Linked DNA regions of Mus musculus: region 1 is linked to region 2. A link is a contact called in public HiCAR-type data. All regions are on one chromosome and are shown on one strand. Each heading gives the region's core, a stretch centred on a gene start, on an enhancer-like site or on the middle of the called end of the contact. The rest is flanking DNA. Distances are from core to core; before and after follow the strand shown.

Region 1 (4,352 bases), core at 873-3,372, 1.4 Mb before region 2:
ATCCTAGGCAGGGCTTGTTATCCCTAATGTAAACATTTAATTAGTCCCTGCAAATTCCTTTCTGCTGTAACTGGTGAATTTCAGTGTATCTTGTCTTTTTGTGATTTGTATCCTCTGATAATTCGTTGTTATATAAGTCTGAAGCTCAACCAGAACATTACATTCAGATTCAACACCTCTCTTGTGTGTGGCTGATTGTCATTTTCATCCGACTCCTTACCCATCTGCCTAAGAAATCCCGTTCCTCGAAGACCAGGGACCTAGAGGGTCTGTGGCATACTTGGACAGCCCAGCATGGTGCCACATGCCTTTAATCCCAGAGAGAGGAGGCAGAGGCAGGAGGATGGATCTCTCTGAGTTCAGGTCAAGAGTTACATAGTGAGACTCTCAAAAGCAAAAAGAAACTACTTATCTAGAGGATAAGAAGTTTTCTATTCACACTTTTCACCTTATAGAAGGAAATTTTATTCCTATATTTTGTTCTATCAAGTAAGCCACCTTTTCTCCCCAAATCTTTATTTAAAAAAAAAAAAAAAAACAAACTCTCAGGACTGGGAACATAGCTCAATGATATCACCAGAACACTTATTTTCTAAGTGAGTTTTAATGATGACATTCTTTAGTAGGTTGTTCCCAAAAGTTCTCCTTATTAATTATACAAATCCAGATTAGAAATAAAATGCCCAGAGTTGAGAGAAAGGACTGAGCTGCAAGAGAGCACAGGGCTCAACACTCAGCATGGATTTCCAGGAAATGTTTTGAGCGTCTCTTTTCTCTTAGAGCACTGTGACTCATGGTCTCTCTTCTGTTTCAATATTCTCTCCAGTCACAAGCAGCTAGCTTCCAAAGATCTATAAGATGTCAGCAAAGAACTAAACAGGAACTTTTACTGGCACAAAGTCAGAGTCAGAGTGGCCTATGTTCTAAAACAAGCCTGTCTGCAACACTAGTAAAATTCATTCCCCGGTGAAAACTGAGCACCACCAATGTATCCGTTTTATATAGAACAAAAAATCGATAGGCAGTTAAGTATAAGTCGACTCTTTCATATATATGCACACATATAGTTTTTTATTAATAATCACACCTAAGTAACTCACCATGTACTTGACAAATACAACTCATCCAACTGCCTGCAGACACACAGAAGCACACCTCTCTGGCTATGCTTAAAACCTGGTTTAACTACACTACACCACAAACTAAATGAAACGCCAGGAGAGTACGAAGTGCCTCGAGTCACAGGCTGCTTCAAGTGTCACTTGGAAAAAGAATATCCCATTGGATGCGTTCACACTCCCCCGCCCTCAGCACTCCCGCCGAGACCTCCTAAAAGCATTATGTCATCCACTACCCGCACATCTCTCACGCTGTCCTGCACTCCCAGCTCTTAGGCCTGATGAGGAGGTAACCCTAGAGATCTCTGCCTCTCCAAGTTCTCTTCACAACAGTCATGTGCGCCACCGCCCCAGTTTCTCCAGAAGAGAGAAACAAGTTCGTTCCCTAACTTCGCAAACTGGGAACGGCGAAGGCACTGGAGTCGTGACGCCCCTCAGCGAGTCCCTGGCTGGCCTGACCCGGCTCTGTCTCCTCTGAGGGAGGCCAGAGACCCCGCAAGACGAGGGCCCGGGCCGGGAAAGCCTGGCCTCAGGGAGGTACCGCGACCCTCTGGACAGGGAACAGTGTTGGCCATGCCCAGCACGCAGGCCAGGGGCGCGGGGCCCGGGCGGGAGCTGCGGCGCCCGGACTCACGGTCGGTGCAGCGGTTCCTCTGCCGGACCTGGCAGCGGCGGTGGTGGCGGCGGCGGCTGCCCCTGAGGCGGCGGCTGAGGGGGTTGAGGCGGAGGCGGCGGCGGCGGTGGCGGCGGCGCCTGCGGCGGTGGCTGCTGCTGCTGTTGCTGCTGAAACGACTTGAGCGACTCGAAAGCCTTCATCAGCTTTTCCAGGGTTGCCATGACGGCTTCCTGCCCGATGGGACAGACCCTGAAGACTTGGAGCCTACTGGCACTACGCGGCGCCACTTAGCAGCAAGGCAATGAATGGGGCTCTGCGCGGCAGGCAGAAGCGGAACCAAGGCGCTCAGCCATCTTGGGCCCGTCCCGGCAACCCTCGCGGCGAGTGCGTCCCGTGACGTCATGCCGGCGGAGACGAGGCCACGCCAGACCCGCAGAATTGACAGGCGGATGCGTCGTCCTCTTTCCCGAAGTCAGGACGCAGGCCTGCGGGGCCTCTGCTAGTTTAAGACTCTCCGCCCCGCCGATGTGGCCCCGCCCCTTCCCGCAAAAGCCAGCCCCCCTTAGTGAAGAGGGCCAAGCAAGAGGATGAGGTGGGCGGGGCGGGCTGCTAGATGAGGGACGGAGCTGAGCGGAGAGTGGGCTTTAGGGCGGCTCCCTGGCACCAGCGATAGAAAAGAAGTGAGGAGGTGGGCAGAGGAGTTGGGGAGACCCGGAAGGAAGAAAAGGTTGGAAAGGGGAATGACAGCGAAGAAATTTTCCTGCGTAAAGCCACCCTACACCTGGAGTCACCGGGAAAGCGATTGTGGAGCTCGGAACCCGAAACCCAAAGCAGCTCTCTCTTCCACAAGCCAGGTGGTGGCCTGAGCTTCCCGAACGCAGCGTGCTGGGAGCTCCCTGCAATGAGAAGGGAACCAGAGTGACCTGTATTCAGGACCAAAGAACCCTTTATGATCCGTGGACCCCGAAGCCCCAGAAGTGTCTGCAGTAGAGAAGGCTGAGAAAGGGTTTCAAGCAGGCAGCGAAGGCTGAGAAAGGGTTTCAGGCAGGCAGCAGTAGTTACTGTCCAAAGAAAGGCTGTGTTTCATGCAACTTTGGTCACACACTCTACATTGAGACACGGACCCTGGAAAGTGCTGTGGCAACCAGCCAGGACCTACAAGGGGTCTCATTGCCACCAGCGCTGAAGTCCTTGTCTCTAGAGCCTCCATCTCCCAAAGGTGAGCAATTAAAGCAGGAAGCTGAAAATGGTGTGGATACACCCAAGCTGCCCCTGCAGTCTGCCCAGCAAAAAGTGTTGGCTTCAACCGGGCATGGTGGTGCATGCCTTTAATCACAGCACTTGTAGAATGCTTTTTGAGTAGCATGCACGAAGCTCTGAGTTCAATCCCTGCATTTTATAAACCAGGGGTGGTAATCATGTACTCTGCAGGTAGAACGAGGATCAGGAGTTCCAGGTTTTCCTTGGCTTCATAGTGAATTCAAGTCAGCATGGGCTGTATCAGAACTTGTCTCAAAAGAAAAAGGAAAAGGAAAAAGCCAAGCAGTGATAGAACACACCTTTAATCTCAGCAGTCTGGAGGCAGAGGCAGGCAGATCTCTGAGTTATAGGTCAGCCTGTTCTACAAAGTGAGTTCCAGGACAGCCAGAGCTACATAGAAACCCTGTCTCAAACAAACAAACAAAACCGTTCCGGCTTCAGAAAAAGCTGTCTGGAGGTGATCCATGCAGTGAGAAACCCAATGAAGCTTCAGGCTACCTGTAAGAATCAAATGCCCTATTCCATGGCCATAAGGCACTCCATTTTCTCGAAATGGCCAAGTATACAGAAACCAACACTGTTACTGTAGGGGTATAAGCCCGCCGCTGTTAAACTGGGAAGGAGAGCAGAGAAACAGCCTTTAGATTCTATGTCCCCTCTGTTACTAATGGCACTATTAGATGCACAGTGCCAGTGCTAGCTCTCACATGAGGCAGCCTCTAACAGCTGGCCAGGGTTGGTAGTTGCTAGTAGGCAGACTTGGAAGAAGGCCCAGTGAGCCCTGTCTCTTAGCATTCTCTAGGTTATGATGTCCCTGCTCCCAAGTAAGGGCAGCTAGTAACTGACTTCTAACCAATACAAGACAAAGATAATGGGATGTCACACATTTGTTAGGCTACAAATGTAACTTCAGTCTTGCTAACTACCAACTTCTCAGCTTATATACATTGATGAAGAACAATTGGCAAGACTTAACATAAAGAACTACCCATGGCCAACAGTCAAGACAGATATTGGTGGTCCATCAGCCATGTATGAAGTAAACCCTGACAATACCACTAAAGCTCCAAGGTGATTCTTTTGAAGCCAAGTTCTCAGATAAGGCACTGGTACCTAATTGCCCGCTGTGAGAAGTGCTAACAGAGGACCTATGTGAGCTGGGCCCAGATTCTGGAACCACAGAAACTGGATAGTTATAAATATGTTTTGCTAGGCAACTATACTCTGGTAATTTGTTTGGCAACAATAGGTATATTGGTTGGCTTACACTGCTGTATCAGGGTACCACTGCCTGGGAGCTATCAATAGTTGTTTATATTCTCAAAGTCCTTCAAACTAAAAATACAAAATCAAGATGT
Region 2 (4,075 bases), core at 1,557-4,056:
ACACAGGAACAGAAAAGAGCCATGCCCAGGGTCAGGGGATGCCACCATAGCCCCTCACAGGAAAAGAAGATGGCTGCCAGGTGCCTGAGACTGCAAAACAGACATCTAGGTCCACTGCTTAAGCCACCCGCCAGATCCCAAGGCTGCACATCTGAAGAGGCCTTGCTCTGCAGGTGAACAATCTGTCAATAAACATACATAAGTTATGAAATGTTCAAAGAATAAATCTTAAAAAATTTAAGTCTGTCCAGTATACTGCAGTCCCAACTGCTTTTGGGGAGCCCTCCAGCCACCAGTCTTCACTTCTGGGAGGGATCCCAACCCACATGCCATACATGCATCTGGACCCTCCTAAGGACTGACCACAAACACCTCTCTCCTGGTATTCTGATTGATTCTGTCATCAAACACTTCTGAATCAAAGTATAAAGTGCCCACCATCAATTACTGTTGAAAAAGTACAGAAGTGCAGCTAAGTATGCATCTCAGTTGGCAGGATGTTTGCCCATCATGCAGATGTCCTGGATCTGATCTCTCTCACTGCACTGCCTGGAATCCCAGCATTCAGGAGACAGTAAGAAGGATCAGAAACTCAAGGTCATCCTTAGCTATCCCAGTGAGTTACAGCCCAGCCAAGGCTACAACAGACCTGTCTCAAAAAAAAACAAGTCAAAACCAGCCAAACAACAACAATGTAAGGGGAAAACGTGAACAAAGCAAAGATACACTGTCAACAAAGCAGAGAAGTTATAAGGCAAGGGTCTGCAGGACCTGGAGGGAGTAGCATTTCTACTCACAAAAACTTTTCTTTCTATCATTCGTCAAAGAGAAAAAAAGAAAAGAAAAGGTGTGATTCTGTTTCCATGACACCACCACCTCTCTGTACCTGCACAGAGATCCACAGAATCGTTTTCGTCAGAGCTGTGCAATAGCTTTGGAATGCAGAGTGCATTCCTGGTCACCAGAGGACGGACTGGAGGAACCCTGACCATCCATTTCACTGCCTAATGCGTTCAGTAAGCCAGAGAGGGAGGGAGCTCTGAAACCTTTCCTGTCTGTGGGTCCCAAATTCACCAGCCAGAACAAATAGCCACGTTCTCCCAAAGCAACCTCATTGCAACAGGTCTGGAAGTCCTGGCGAGGCCCAGACGTCAGTGGTTACAGGTCTAGTGATAGAAGGCCCCAAGTATGACCACTGTTAAGAGTCAGGGTTTCCATCTGTCAATCAACAGAAATCCAAGAGTGCCAGGAAACTACAGGATTGGTAAGAGTCACCTGTAATCCCAGCACTCGGATTCATGGCCTACAGAAGCCTGCCTCAAAAAAAAAAAAAAAAAAAAAAAAAAAGAAAAGAAAAGAAAAGAAAAGAAAAGAAAGAAAGAAAACAAGGCCTGAGGATGTAGCTCAGTAGCAGAGCATTGGCCTAGCACGTACAAGACCGAGGTCTGTCACAAGTACCTCCTACTCCCCCAAGCCATACATTTTGAACATCTGACAAAAAAGACTGGTGGTGTTTGCTCCCTTCCTTAGTCAAATAAAGCACAGGATACAAAACATTGATCAAATATGGCTGCTCACCAACTATAGAAGAAGGCCAGCTGGGCCTTGCTTCTGCCCTCCTGTGAAGACAAACTACTCCAGAGCAGTCAGATGTCACAGGGACAATGACAAGAGATGCCTTCCAGGGAATGCCAAGACTTCCATGTGCAATATAAGCTCGCTCACTTCACCCTCGGGGAGGAAAACAAGTGCTCCCTAGGGCTTACATCAGACAAGGGAACACCAGCAGAAGTCAGGTGCCTCCCATACAATCTGGGTCTCCCTAAGCACAGAAAAAGCGGTCTCGCCTAGAACCTGTAGTCTTCAACCTTAGCTAAACGACCCACCCACCCACCACCAAACAACCACTGGGTCACCAAAGAGATGGATGAGGTGCCAAGAGCTCCAGAAGAAAAGCTGCCCAGACCTCAGCCAAGGAATGTAGAACACGAAGGCTCTGCCGGCCTTCCTTGGAACCAAAGAATTTTTTTCTTCCTCTTAAGGCTTTTCTTCCCAGGTACTTCACCGCAGTCCATCCGGTACCATCAAGCCCTCTAGCAACTGAAGCCTCCCAGTCTTCCGGCGGGGATGAACGTTTGTCCTAAAGGAACGCACTGGCGCAGCGACCACCCAAGGTCACGCCCCGGAAACCAAGGGCAGGAGCTGCGCTGGAGTTCTGGGGACGCCCAGCGAGGCGGGGTGCCACCGGGTCGCCAGTGCTCCCCACTGGCCCCCTAATTAGCACCAGAGGCATGCCCGCCACGCCCCAGGCCGAGCTTCCGGAAGGACGCCCCGGGGCCGCCGCGACCCACCTCCGCGTCCAGGGCCCCTGGTTCTTTAGTGCCCGCCGCCCCGGCCGTGGCCTCGCTGCCCGCACTCGCACGGCCCGCAGCCTCTCGGCTTTGAAGGCTGGGTGGGAGGCAGGGCTCAGGCCCCGCCGCCCGGGCCTCGGAAGCCCTCTGACTCTGTCGCCCCGCACCACCTAGGTCACAGTACACCGAGAGGTCCCCCTTGGCCCCATCGGGAGGCCCCGGCCCGTGCCCATCGCGCTGGAGAGCCGCAGCCCCACCGCCCCCGACCCCGCCCCCGGCCGTGCAGTCCCTCCAGAAGCGACTCCGGCAGCGACCCAGCCCCTGCACCACCACGACCCCTCCCAAGATGCGGTGGCGACCCTAGCCGCGCCTAGAACGCACCTTGAGGGTCGGGTACTCCTGCACCTTCAGGGTCATGGACAGCTGGGCCGCCGACTCCTGCACCGCCATCTTGGGCCGGCCGAGCGGAGGAGGCGGGTACGGGGCACGCCGGATAGTGACGTGCTACGTACGGGAGCAGGCGGAGCGGCTATGAGTCTGCACCAATCGTGTCACCGGGCCGCCCGAGCGGAAGAAGGCCAGAGCCAATCATCTTTCACGGGCTCGACCAATCGCCGGCAGCTCTAGAGAGCGGCTTCCTCATTGAATTGTCCGCTGGCGTAGGCCGCAGATGCGGATTTAGTAGAGCGGGGATCCCGACGCCATGGACGTTCGGAGGGTTGGGGCTGAGACGACTCACGTTGTGGTCGCACCCCCCCCCCACACACACACCTCCGAAGTCGCCTCCCGTAGTGGTCACAGGCCCTGCCTCAGCGCTCGGTGGCCGTTATCTCTGAATGGTCACTTAGGGGTGCGGTTTTTGCCATCCGGGAACTACTTTCCTTCATCTCCATTTTCGCCGATTAACAGCTCTGGCGTCCAAGAGCGGGCTTCCCAATAAAAGATAAAGAATGTTTACAATAGAATAAGACAGGGAGGGGCTATCGAGCAGCTGTGCTTTCCTGCCAGTAATAACATAAGGAACACTTGGGAACTGCATTTGTGAAAAAGCGATGAATCCTTGATTTGGGGTCCAAAAGGCGTCTGAAGGTGTCCAGTCCCTGACCTAAACTTGTAGTCAAGTTGAATTCCTGGAGCAATAGTAATGATCAGTTAACATCTTTCTGATAAACTAAGCAACGTGGATCTTCCAGGGCTCCTGAGTGAAAGCAATTATCTGTGATGTAGGCTTCACCCTACAGCACATGTCACAAGACCTGAGAATCAGTCTGTTCCCTAAGGCAATGAGGACTTCTTTAAACCACCTGAAAAACAGAATTGAAGTAACTATCAACCAGACCACACCTTGACTGAGATTGCTTAATTATCATGCCTTTTACCTACATTCTAATTCTTCTATTTTGAACTCAATTTGGCCATTTGTTGGTAGCCAGACAATAAACTTGAGGGTCACTAAAACCCTTTATCTGAACTGAATGGCTTTTTTTTTTTTTTTTTTTTTTTTTTTTTTTTTTTTTTGGTGAATTGAACCTACCTCACGTTTGCATGATTTCTGCAGAAGCCAGAAGAGAGCGTTAGATCCCCCAGGAACTAGAGTTACAGATTGTTGTGAGACAAGCACATGGGTGCTGAGTACTAAACTTGAGTTCTCTACAAGACCAGCATGTGCTCTTAACCCATGAGCCATCTCTCCAGCCCTCCTCGCCTGCTTTTAAAATTAAAAA

Evidence for each region. HiCAR-type assays count read pairs that join an accessible place to other places.
Region 1: a HiCAR-type map of astrocytes shows a contact between it and region 2, with 2.8 times the contacts expected there. The contact joins the promoter of Htt here to the promoter of Maea in region 2. A contact is called at or near these places in 1 of 115 datasets of contacts at active chromatin or transcription factors (astrocytes) and 2 of 9 other capture datasets (adipose tissue and liver).

The regions. Positions count from the first base shown.
Region 1 is chr5:34,759,510-34,763,861 of GRCm38.p6, reverse strand. Htt (huntingtin) reads right to left here and starts at 2,122. Exons shown (of 67, transcript NM_010414.3): 1 at 1,753-2,122. The coding sequence starts at 1,955.
Region 2 is chr5:33,334,303-33,338,377 of GRCm38.p6, reverse strand. Maea (macrophage erythroblast attacher) reads right to left here and starts at 2,806. Exons shown (of 9, transcript NM_021500.2): 1 at 2,733-2,806. The coding sequence starts at 2,801.